Regions from separate parts of the Mus musculus genome. Here all the other regions are linked to region 2. The links are chromatin contacts, called in public promoter capture Hi-C maps. All regions are on one chromosome and are shown on one strand. Each heading gives the region's core, a stretch centred on a gene start, on an enhancer-like site or on the middle of the called end of the contact. The rest is flanking DNA. Distances are from core to core; before and after follow the strand shown. Region 1 holds the start of Ecm1 (extracellular matrix protein 1). Region 2 holds the start of Hormad1 (HORMA domain containing 1). Region 3 overlaps Rprd2 (regulation of nuclear pre-mRNA domain containing 2).

Region 1 (3,963 bases), core at 1,363-3,862, 180 kb before region 2:
TGAATAACTTCCTGCCCCTTTTTCCTGCCAACAGGCCCCTGTGGCTGTCCCCGCTCCAGGTGGTGGTCATCCCTGTGAGGACAGAGCAAGAGGAATATGCCAGGCAGGTGAGTTGAGAGAAGATCAGGAACAGCAGGGCATCTGCCATGCATCCCTGGTGAGACAGGCTCTGCAGGAGAGTGGGAAGGGCTTGAGGGCAGCTTTCCCGTGTGCTAAACATTCTCCATCTAAAAATTGAGTTCAGCCTTGGCTTTATAGTAAGACCCTTTTTAAATAGTTAGGGGTGAGCCTAGAGCTGTAGGTCAGTTGGTAGCATATTTACCTAGTGTGCAGAAGGCAGTGCGCTCAGTCTGCAGCACCACAGGAGCCTGCAGTCCTAGCACTTGGCAGGAGGAGCATCAGGAAAGGTCATGCTGTGCACAGGTCCACAGCCTGAGCCGCATGAGGTTCTTTATGGAGAAACTATGGACGGACGAGAGTTGAACAGCTGGTTGGGAGATGGGTGCCTAACAACCGACAGAGCCCAAAGAATAATTGAGGCTTCATTTTCTGTGAGAAGCACACAAAGGTTTTAGGTCAGGGATGGGAAGGAGGCCTCAGTATCTCAGAGAAGAGGCAGTTAGCCAGCTCCTGAGAGCATTGGAGGAAGTGGGGATGTGAGACAAGTATCCGAGGAAGAATAGTAACCAACCATCATAGCTCAGCTTCCATTCAGATTTACTCATCACCAAATCTGTATCCCAGGTGCAACAGTGCCTGCAGGCTGCAGGACTTGTGAGTGATCTCGATGCAGACTCTGGACTGACCCTCAGCCGGAGAGTCCGCCGGGCCCAGCTTGCCCACTACAACTTTCAGTTTGGTAAGAGGGTTAGTCGTAGACCTCAGAGCCCCAAGCTCTGCATTCTCTGTACTAACTCTATTGTTTAGCTCTGTGTACATTGAATTAATTGGGACTCATTACCTGGGCTGGGTAGGAGCCTGACTAATCTGCCTGCCTTCCATTGCTCCTTCCCACAACCTATTCCATCCCTCAGAACAGTTGTCTTCTCATTAACCCTACCCTAGGCTGTTTCTGTAAGTTAATTAACCAGGCCAGCATCAAAGAGGAAGGGACAGGAGAGGATTAAGAAGGCATCAGTTGAAGCCAGGCATGGTAGGCACACCTGTAATCCCAGGATTTGGCAGGTACAGGAGGGAGGGCAAACATGTGAGGCCACTGTGGGCTGTATGTAGCAAGATTATCAGTGAACCAGAAGCTGTAGTGCTCTGTGGTGGAGCACTGGCCTCCAATGAGTTAGGTCCCAGCACCAAAACCAATAAAGGCATTAATTAATTGCCTTGTTTATTGTTGTGTGGGTGGAGGCAGCTCTAGGGGACAAGAAAGGTCTTAGGGAAGGAAGTTGCTCCTGACTCTTGGGCCTCTGGAAGCAAGAAGCAGAAACTCCTAGCCAGACCGCCTGACTGGGGCATCACGCATGCCCGTTGCCTTGGCAGCACTGAGAGCAAGCCCCGCCCTGCTGTTTCCCCTTCCTGTACCGTACCCCTCCCCCCAGGTCACACACATACAGTTTTTCTTTTTGTGTAGCTCTCCATGTTTGTCTCTGTCTAACTGACTCTGTATCTCCCAGCCCTGGGCTCCTGACCTGCAGGGAGAGGGGAGTAAAGCCCGGCCCACTTCCTTATCTCATCAGAGTGGACAGTCAGCAGCAGGGCAGGCGAGCTAAGCATGGGCTTCAGCCACGGCTAGGCTCTGCTCCTACCTTTCCTAAAGATTCAGGAGTTTGAAGTTTCTGCAAAGCAAAAGGAAACAACCCATAGGGTGACTTTTGCTTGGGTTTGCAAATCTTTCCTCTTCCTGCAGTGGTTGGCCAGAGAGAGCAGAGTCAAAGGACAGTGAACGTACGCACGCGAGATAACCGGCAGCTCGGGGAGCGAGACCTGGCCGAGTCCGTGCAGAGACTGCTGGAGTTACAGAACGCCAGGGTCCCCAATGCAGAAGAAGTGTTCTGAGTCATGTCCATTGGTGATGTACAGACTCATGAGAGCCGTCCGTCCCTTTCCACGGGACAGTAACCCAGCTGGCAGCCCCGCATGTCCCCGAGGCCTCAGAACTGCTCTCTGAAAATAGACATGGTGTGGGGGCTCCCCACAGAAAGGAATGCTGTACTGACTGGATAGAAGGAGAATAAAAATATACTTGAAGCCAAGGCTGTGCCTTCATCTGAGTCCGAATGCTTTACTCCCTCTTTCCCAGACCTGAGGCAAAGGGATACTGAGGCCTCTGACCAGCAAGGGCACTGCCTCAGGCAGCCATTCTCCTCCCACTCCCACTCAGGAGAGTGTCAGATCCATTCTTTATAAAGGACAGTATGCAGATGGGAAACTGAGGCACAAATTAAGGGTCCAGATGACAACTTGCTCCATGATCCTCTGCATCAGTTTGGAGGGGATCCAGGAGTGCTCCCTTCCATCACCTCCATTCTTCCCAGGCTAAGGAGGCTCCAGGAGTCTGGGAGGAGTGGCTGTAAGAGGAGGAGCAGCAGGGACTGAGTCATGGCAGGAAACAGGGGGGCGGGAGATAGCATATAAAGAGAGACAGACAGCAGGCCTTGAAGTTCACAACGGCAGTAGCAACAGCCAGGGGAGCAGGCTTGCAGCAAGTGGCCCAACCCCTTCAAGTCTAGATCTGCCTGTGACAACCAGCTTCTGGGTGACCAGTGACCAGTTCTTGCCCCAGGATGGGGACCGTATCCAGAGCAGCCTTGATCTTGGCCTGCTTGGCTCTTGCTTCTGCTGCCTCTGAGGGAGGTGAGTCGGGGTGGGGTCAGCAGTTGCTTAAGAGTCTGGCTCCAAAGAGCTCAGCAGTTGGGTGATTGGCTTCCTTTATATGAACATGTCACTGTGAAGTGGGGCTGAACCTTTAACCATGGAGGCTGGAACAGGAGCAGAATAGCTAGAGGTAGTTGCTAAGAAACACAAAAATTAGAGTCAAATAGACACAAGACAGGTGAGTTTACAGGGTGAGGATCCTCCTGTCAGAACACGTGAGGAGGGACGAGGAGGCAGGTGAGGAGGAAAAGAAGCCCTCGGGCTGCTAAAACTCAGCCTACCGAGCCAGGGAGCCTAGACTGGCTCACTCTGGTCAGAGGACGAGTTAGAGTTCACCCACATTCACCCCCTATTACACACACGCACTGCTTTGAAGTCTGAACAAAAGGAAATACCAACTCTGGACAGGACAGAGACTTAGATCCTTCTATAGATAGCCGTGTCTGAGACAGCTCCACCTCGCTGCTGTCCTGGTTCCTAGGTTTGTGCCTTCGGTTCAGCTCCAGATGTGAAGGTGCTTTGCCAGCCTGGTGACCTGTATTCCGTCCCAGTAACCCACATGGAAGGGGAGAAATGACTCCCACAAGTTGTCCTCTGACCTATACACATCACCACGGTGACACACTGGCCCCCTCCACACATACACAAATAATATTTTTCTTGTTTAAGAAACCTAAAATAAGCTGAGATTGAAGGGGAAGGCACTTAAACATTTGGCTAACCGTCCCACCCAAAGGCCAAAAGTATTTTTAAAGGCCTATAGGAAGAAGTTTGAAGAGAGGTGGATCCTGGAACATCAGCGCATTGGAGGGGACGGCAGCCACAAGCCCCATCCAAGGGAGATACTGACAGGAAATCAGACCTCCATTCCCAGCCACATTCTTTTAGACCCCAACTCAGAACCCAGCCACTCAGAGGGGAGGTGTGTGACAGGTGGCTCCCCCACAGCGGGCTTTCCACAGTCTCGGCCTCCACAGCCTCCCCATCCTCTGTCCAGGACCAGGAAAGGACGCCTCAAAACTGCCTGACTTTTGTCTTTCCTTCCTCTAGCCTTCAAGGCTTCAGACCAGCGAGAGATGACGCCAGAGCGCCTCTTCCAGCACCTCCATGAAGGTGAGAGCCTCAGAACTAACC
Region 2 (3,734 bases), core at 136-2,635:
AATCCCGGCACTAGGAAGGCAGAGGCAGGTAGATCTCTATGAGTTCGAAGCCAGCCTGGTCTACAGAGGGAGTTCTAGGACAGCGGGGCTACACAGAGAAAGCCTGTCTCAAAAAAAAAAAAAAAAAAAAAAAAAAAAAGAGGTCAATGTATTGCTCCAGGGTGTGGTACATGCCTATAATCCTAACATTTAAGATGCTCAGGCAAGAGGATCAGTATTTCAAGTTTATCCTTAGCTGGTTAGAAAGTTGTAGTCCAGGCAAGACTGTCTGAGACCTTTTTTGCTTTTCTGTTTTTTTGTATTTTGGGGGTGGGGATGGTGCCTGATAATTTAAAAATAATTATATCAAAAAAGTCAAATCAGATGACTCCTTTATCAGGCTCAGTATGCATTGTTGCTCTGAAACTATAAATGGGAAAGCCAGGAGGGCACAAGATGGTTGAGCTGGTAAAGGAGCTTGCCTCTGGGCTGATGATCTTAGCTGGTAGAAACAACATGGCAGGCAGAAGGAGCAAATTGATTCCCATAAGCTGTCCTCTGACTTCTACACATGCCATGGCATGTTCACATATATTCCCCTCCCTGATATGTATCGAAAACATTTTTAAGGTCAGCAGACAATACTATTTTTTTTTTTAAATTTCTTTTCTCATGTAGCCAAGAATGAATTTCGACTTTGTTTTTCTTTCTTTCAAGGCAGGTCTCTCTACGTAGCTCTGCTGTCCTGGAACTCTCTCTGTAGATTAGGCTGGCCTCCGAGACCCACCCGCCTCTGTCCCTGCCTAGCTGGTACTGGGACTAAAGGAGTGAGCCACTACACCCGGCCTCATCTTGAACTTCTGATCCCTCGGCCTCCCCCCGACCCCCCAGTGCCATCATGCACCATTTATTCTCAAATCTTAATTTATATTTTGAGACAAGGTCTCACTATGTAGCTCTGGCTGGCCTGTGACTTACGCTATGTAGAGCACAGTGGCCGACACTCCACCCACCTTCTGATTCTTTTAATGACTGACTCTGAGTTCCCAACTATCTTGGTAAACCGACTTAAATTTCCTTGCACCCTGGTCTCTATTTCGTCTGTTAACATGAGAATTCACGTAGAAGTCCGCACAAAATAAGAGACCTGACACGGCTGGAAACCGTTAGTCCCATGGCGACTGCCAGCTGCCCTCGTCGCCCCCTCAGGACCCGCTTCGGACACAAGCACACAAAGTCTCTCAAATGTCTGCTGTTTGGACCGTAAGGAACCTGAGAGGGCGAAGGGCCACAGAAAAGTGACTAAGGGATGATAAAAAATGAAGAGAACCAAGCCGAAAATAAACATACTTTACGCACCGCCTGAGGGAAGCGTCCGGCAGCGACAGGCAAGAGTCTTGAAGTGCGGCGCTCCGGTCAGCACGTGCGCAGTGCGCATGCGCCTTAACTGTCACTGGCACGTGGCGCACCCTTTGACCTCAGGCCAGACCACTATTCCCGCCAAAAGCTGCGCAAGGCCTGCCGGGAGCCAGGCTCGCAGCAAGGCTCCAGCGCCGTCCCCAGCAGGCCAAGGCCTGACCGGGGTCAGGTCGCTGAAGGTACAAAGCCTGCCCGACACAGCTGGCTCCCCAGAGACCCCCGGTGTCCCCACACCCGGTGTTGCTGTTTTCTGCTTTAGATTTTGTCACTTTTAGATGATTGTTAGATTTTCCGGTTGCTGTACAGTCCCCACATCCAGTTAACGATGCCTCTGAGGAAATCAGTCGTCTACCAGTCTGCTTACTTAGGTTTTTATTTCTGTTTAATTGATTTCAAAGCTGAACTGCGGCGGTGCATGCCTTTAATCCCAGCACCCGGGAAGCAGAGGCAGGCAGATTTCTGTGGTCAAGACCAGTCTGGTCTGCAAAGTGAGTTCCAGTACAGCTAGGGCTACACAGAGAAACCCTGACTCTGGGAAAAAAACAAAACAAAACAAAACAAACTCAAACCAAAAGAACAAATAGTTTTTAATTTTTAGTATGCGTGTGTGTGCCTTATTACATTCATTTGGAGGTTAGAGGACAGTACTTGGACATGCTCATACCACAGCATAAGTGGGGGTCAAAGAATGACTTGAAGTTGGTTCTCTCTTCTACCATGGGGTGGGGGGTTGTCTCAGGATCTAACGGAGCTGCCAGGTTTGATAGCAATTACTTTTACCTGCTGAGCCTTCTCACCCGCCCTAATATTTTTATTTTTGAGAATTATTCTATATAGCCAAGGTTGGTCTTGAATGGCCATCCTGCCAACTTCTTGCTCCCATCCTCCAGACTAAACTTACAGATGTGTGTGTGTGTGTATAATATATATGCAATATATATCACATGTATATATATTATACACACACACACACACACACACACACACACACACACACACACACACCTGGGGACAGTGGATAGCTTTGAGAGCAATTTGTCTCATTTAAAAACAAAAGTAAGTTTTATTTTTGAAATGGTGATTTTCAGTACTGGCCTTCAAGATTGTGGGCGGTAGCTAAGCCAAGATGTTGTCAAACTGCTGATCCTTCATCAGGCTGTCCAAAGGACCACCAGCCCTGCTTCATATTCTTGTTTGTTTGTTTGTTTGGTTTGGTTTTTGTTTTTTTGAGACAGGGTTTCTCTATATAGCCCTGGTTGTCCTGGAGCTCACTTTGTAGACCAGGCTGGCCTCAAACTCAGAAATCTACCTGCCTCTGCCTCCCGAGTGCTGGGATTAAATGTGTGAGCCACCACGTCCGGCTCAGCTCTGCTTCATACAAGTGTTTTGAAAACACCACCATCCAGAGACTGCCCCACCCGGGGACCCATCCCATATACAACCACCAAACCCAGACGGTATTGCAAGCGGTCTATGCCAGCAAGACTTTGCTGACAGGACCCTGATATAGCTATCCCTTGTGAGGATATGCCAGTGTCTGGCAAATACAGAAGTGGATGCTCACAGTCATCTATCGGATGGAACACAGGGACCCTAGTGAAGAAGCTAGAGAAAGTACCCAAGGACCTAAAGGGGTCTGCAACCCTGTAGGAGGATTAACAATATGAACTAACCAGTACTCCCCAGAACTATGTATCTAGTTGCATATGTAGCAGAGGATGGCCTAGTTGGTCATCAATGGGAGGAGAGGCCCTGGTCTGGTCTTGCAAAGATCATATGCCCCAGTACAGCGAAATGCTAGGGTCAGGCAGCAGGAGTGGGTGGGTTGGGGAGCAGGGTGTGTGTGTGGGGGGGTATAGGGGACTTTCAGGATAGTATTTGAAATGTAAATGAAGAAAATATCTAAGAAAAAAAAGAAAGGAAGGAAGAAAACACAGTTCCTAGGCTGTTGAAGTGGCTCAGTGGGTAAAGGCAGTTTCTGCCAAGCAGGATAGACTGAGTTCTATTCCTGGAATCCTCAAGGTGACAGAAAAGAATCAATTCTGCAAACTGTCCCCTGCCCCCGACATGTGCACCCTAGCACGTGTACCCACACAGGCAAATGAATAAATAAATGTTAGGGAAGACAATGCAGTTCCAGAGGGAAAATGATGTTTGAGAAGCCTCATGGAACCTGGTGCTGGCGTTGGCGATTTCAGAGTCCCCCACAATTCAGTAAGAAGAACAATGAAGTCTAGAAGACTAGAATATTGTTTTCAGGATCAAAAATGGCAGAGATCTTGCTCTAGCATTTTCTCATGCAGTCTTCTCACGTTTATAAATTTCCAAATTTCCAA
Region 3 (3,924 bases), core at 450-2,949, 230 kb before region 2:
ACCATACCCAGCCCATAAGTCAACATTTTTACATTTTGCTTTTCTTCCAGGGATCCATCCGTCTCTAAGTCTATAGAACGAATCTTTAAAATCTGGGAAGATCGAAATGTGTACCCAGAAGACATGATTGTGGCATTGAGAGAAGCTTTAAGTAAGTTCCTTTCCTAAAAGAATTTAAGTCAGTCTTTACAGTTCTGTCTATACTTATAGACCTTTCTGTTGTATAACACTAAAGGGAGTGGAAGAATCTGCATTGACTTGTTTAGAATTGAATACATAAATGTATGAATGTTTGCACTCAAAATAGAACTGGATGGTGCAGGGAGTTGGATCTTTGTCTCTGCTGGCTAAAGCAAACATGTTAAGTGAGGATGCCCATCTGGCTCTTCCTGTATTTGCTTTCGTTAAGTATTTCAAAGTATTCATTGGTTATGTGTAATAAATTCTGCTCTGTCTGCTTACTGTTGGAGAAAGATTGGGCATATTTTCATAGCTTTTAAGTTGATGGTGAGCATGCTTGAGTAGACTCTAATCTCCATTTGACTTAGAGTTGCAGTAAGTTATATATCTATTCTTGGGTTTGTGTGCATGTGTGTTTGTATGTGTGGAAGTAAATTAGTTCTTACATATAAGATTTAAGTAATTAAATCACCAAATAGAAGTTGATAATAATTGTTACTGTGACCATTATCAAGCCATCACCAGGAATTTGGTTTTAAAAGCACACCTTCTAAGAAGCTGTTAAATCCTTCATATGAATTTGTGTTCTATTCAAAAGTAACTTATTTTTAGAATATGACCTTTTTTTTTTCAGAGTTGGAGGTTTCATTAATTATATTTTTTATATTTATTTAATAGCTTCTTAGATTTGGTGGGTGTTTTCTGGTTTTGTTTTTTGTTTTTATAAAACTGAAAGAAAAGAAATGAAAGAAACTACAGAGTCACGGATTGCATTTTTTCATGCTACAACTTTGGCACTGAAGTGGACAGAGCAGCTTCCCATAATGCCAGACTGCAAAAACTGCAATGTTTTCCAGGTACCACTTTCAAAACTCAGAAGCAGCTGAAAGAAAATCTGAACAAACAACCGAATAAGCAGTGGAAGAAATCACAAAGTAAGGAACAAAATCTCAACTAACATAAAATTACCTCCTCCTTTTGGAGCAGAAGAAAATGTAGACCATTTGACATCGTACCTGGCCTAAACCATGGGCAAGCTTGTGTTTCCCAGGCCTGGGAGGCTCCCAGTGACTTAGACTAATCAAGCCAGCATGAAGTTACTTCTTTTTTTAAAAAAAAAAAAAAAAAAAAACTACTATTAAAGGAAATACAGAAAAGGGTTTAATTGAGTGAAGATCCAGGAGTAGTTGGGGTATTGAAAGAAGAAAAAAAAATACTTCCTAGTACCCAGGCAATTCCCACATTCAAAGATTTGTGAAATTAGAGGCAGCTGGCATTGCACCACAGAGCGGAAGAGGAGACTAGGCATTAAGAAGCGTTTCTCTGGGAGCCATGAAAGCCTGCAGATTTGGGGACACTACCACATTAGACATGGGCCTCCAATTTTGGCCAGAAACATTCTCTATCTGGAGCTCCTGTTGTGTTTGTCCCATTTGCCCAGCATGATATCAAGGGAGCGGAATGCTGCATGCGATAGACTGTTGTGGGCAAACTGAGGAATGTGGAGAAACTGGAAGGTTTGGAGGGATGAAGGTGAAAGACAGTGGAGAATTGGGAGGTGACACAAGAGAGTTGGGATGTTTGCTCCGTCAAGCATGTGATTCTCACCATGGTTAAGGGAGTCCTCTGGCATCCTTTTGTCATACATTGCATGCTTAGGAACAACAGGACCCATCAGTTTGGCCAAAGTTCAATCACAGTGATAATGCGTTTAGACCTTTGTTGCTATGAACTGAGTCAGCTAAAATATAATCCAAATTGAACCAGATGGGAATTGGTATTTGTAGAGGATCTTCTCCAGCCAGTACTCAGGATTAATTGGCTGCCTTGTTCCTGAACACTCTTACACTGAGATACTGAGATTTCCTTACCCTTGATGAGACTAGGAGAAGGTGCTTCATGTACCTACCTCGGTCTCAGTCCGTTGGAGGTAAGTTGGTTAGACTTATCTAAGTAGTTTATTTTTCTACTGGCCATATTTAGGAGTGTTAGATTTCATAGTTAATTTCCTGCAGGATTTTATTATGACTATGTATGCATGGCTGCTGTATGTTTGCAGAGTATACCCTTCACTCTACATTTCAGTTCTCCTGGATTTGCTTAAGTCCTTGTGCTGTATTCTTAATGAATTTTAATTTCATTCAACAGCATCCACGAATCCAAAAGCTGCTCTCAAATCTAAGATTGTTGCTGAGTTTCGAGTAAGTTACAGAATATGCTAAGTATGCCAAAGATGATTTACTCACCTCTGAAGCCAGGTCCCTGTTACACTCATTTCTGCTCTGGTGTACATTGGGAATCCAGAACAGAAATAGTTGGCCTAGAGTTTACCCACTTTCCTAATGGAGAGACAGCCTGGCAGCACCTCTGCTGCTGGCTTCGCTCTGTGCGCAGTTCTGATATCTGGAAGCCTCCTTTTTAAATGTCAGGAGGGTGTTAGGATTTATTACAGTGTTAATCTTATATCTGTAAATTAGTTTGAATAATTAGGGACTGGGGAGGGCCACCAACCTGCTAACCTGAATTTGCTTCCTGAAACACACATGAAAGGAGAGAGTTGATTCCTGCAGGAGTTGTCAGCAGACCTCTACACATACACTATGGCACCCATGTGCTGCATAGATGAAAAAAGTATATAACTTGTTGATTGTGGTGGTGAAAGGCTTATGCTGTCACTCAGGAGGCAGGAACACATTTGAGACCAGCCTGGTCTATGGAGCAAGTTTCAGGGTTATGTAGTAAGATCCTATCTTCCAGAACCTAAAAGTGTATAGCTAAGAGTATGGTTTGACATGAGAATTAAAGATCAATTTCTGTTTTCCCCTTAAAGGCTTTGCTAGTCATTAGTCTGATGTATCCAGGGGGGGAGAATATGTAATCCTATGAATGGAGTTTGACTGTGGTTTGTGTTCAGTCTCAGGCCCTCATTGAAGAGTTGCTGATGTACAAACGATCAGAAGATCAGATAGAACTGAAGGAGAAACAGTTGTCAACTATGAGAGTGGATGTCTGCAGCACAGAAACTCTCAAGTGTTTAAAAGGTAACACACACATCTTTTCAAGAAAAATAGCTCAGTGTTTCCTTTCTTTGATTTTTGTGTAATCAGACTAGTTTGTCCCATAAAGAGAATTTTCGATGTGTTTCTGGAATGAATCACCCACAGTGTTTAAAGAGAGGTAGGGTGAAACAATTTTCAGAACCCTTGATTCCACTGATTTCCCAGGTAGCAGTTTGACTTGTATAAAGCTTATAAATCATTCAATAAATTTCCCTGGGGAGAGATAGGAATTTGGTTTTGTTTTTTGTGGATTTTGAGATTTATCTTTTTTTTTTTTTAAAGATTTATTTATTTTTTTATTATATGTAAGTACACTGTAGCTGTCTTCAGCACACTCCAGAAGAGGGAGTCAGATCTCATTACAGATGGTTGTGAGCCACCATGTGGTTGCTGGGATTTGAACTTCGGACCTTCGGAAGAGCAGTCGGGTGCTCTTACCCACTGAGCCATCTCACCAGCCCTTATCTTATTTTCTATGTATCAGTATTATGCTAGAATATATGTATATGCATCACATCTGTGCCTGGAGCCTACGGAGGCCAGAAGAGGGATTGGGTCCTCTGGGGTTAAGGATGGTTATGAGCCATCATCAGAGTGCTAGGAACAGAACCTAGGTCCTTTGCAAGAGCAGCAAACGCTCCTAACCCTGAGCCATCACTCCAGTCCCTGAGCTTGGTTTTGTTCT

Evidence for each region. Promoter capture Hi-C pulls out the DNA fragments that hold promoters and counts their contacts. Capture Hi-C pulls out chosen DNA fragments and counts their contacts.
Region 1: a contact with region 2 is called in a promoter capture Hi-C map of liver. The contact joins the promoter of Ecm1 here to the promoter of Hormad1 in region 2. A contact is called at or near these places in 15 of 39 promoter capture datasets (the C10 cell line, the HPC-7 cell line, cranial neural crest and 9 more) and 3 of 9 other capture datasets (adipose tissue, liver and pancreatic islet).
Region 3: a contact with region 2 is called in a promoter capture Hi-C map of stem cell-derived epiblast-like cells, with 2.8 times the contacts expected there. The contact joins the enhancer-like site here to the promoter of Hormad1 in region 2. A contact is called at or near these places in 17 of 39 promoter capture datasets (the 3T3-L1 cell line, the C10 cell line, the HPC-7 cell line and 11 more), 2 of 484 Hi-C or Micro-C datasets (bone marrow-derived macrophages and nephron progenitors), 2 of 115 datasets of contacts at active chromatin or transcription factors (embryonic stem cells and stem cell-derived neural progenitor cells) and 5 of 9 other capture datasets (adipose tissue, embryonic stem cells, liver and 2 more).

What each region holds. Positions count from the first base shown.
Region 1 is chr3:95,738,218-95,742,180 of GRCm38.p6, reverse strand. Ecm1 (extracellular matrix protein 1) reads left to right here and starts at 2,612. Exons shown (of 11, transcript NM_007899.3): 1 at 2,612-2,808; 2 at 3,880-3,942. The coding sequence starts at 2,739. Tars2 (threonyl-tRNA synthetase 2, mitochondrial (putative)) reads left to right here. Exons shown (of 18, transcript NM_027931.3): 16 at 35-107; 17 at 745-859; 18 at 1,862-2,207. The coding sequence ends at 2,010.
Region 2 is chr3:95,557,328-95,561,061 of GRCm38.p6, reverse strand. Hormad1 (HORMA domain containing 1) reads right to left here and starts at 1,385. Exons shown (of 15, transcript NM_001289532.1): 1 at 1,330-1,385.
Region 3 is chr3:95,783,511-95,787,434 of GRCm38.p6, reverse strand. It overlaps Rprd2 (regulation of nuclear pre-mRNA domain containing 2), which reads left to right. Exons shown (of 11, transcript NM_001368178.1): 3 at 51-151; 4 at 1,038-1,115; 5 at 2,329-2,381; 6 at 3,095-3,221. Among named protein-coding and RNA genes, the nearest start is that of Gm26361, 11 kb to the left of the region's middle. Within about 2 kb of position 1,699, at least 5 of the 459 cell types and tissues checked have an H3K27ac peak or open chromatin away from gene starts, as enhancers often do. A contact at or near this core is called in stem cell-derived epiblast-like cells, where this site is marked.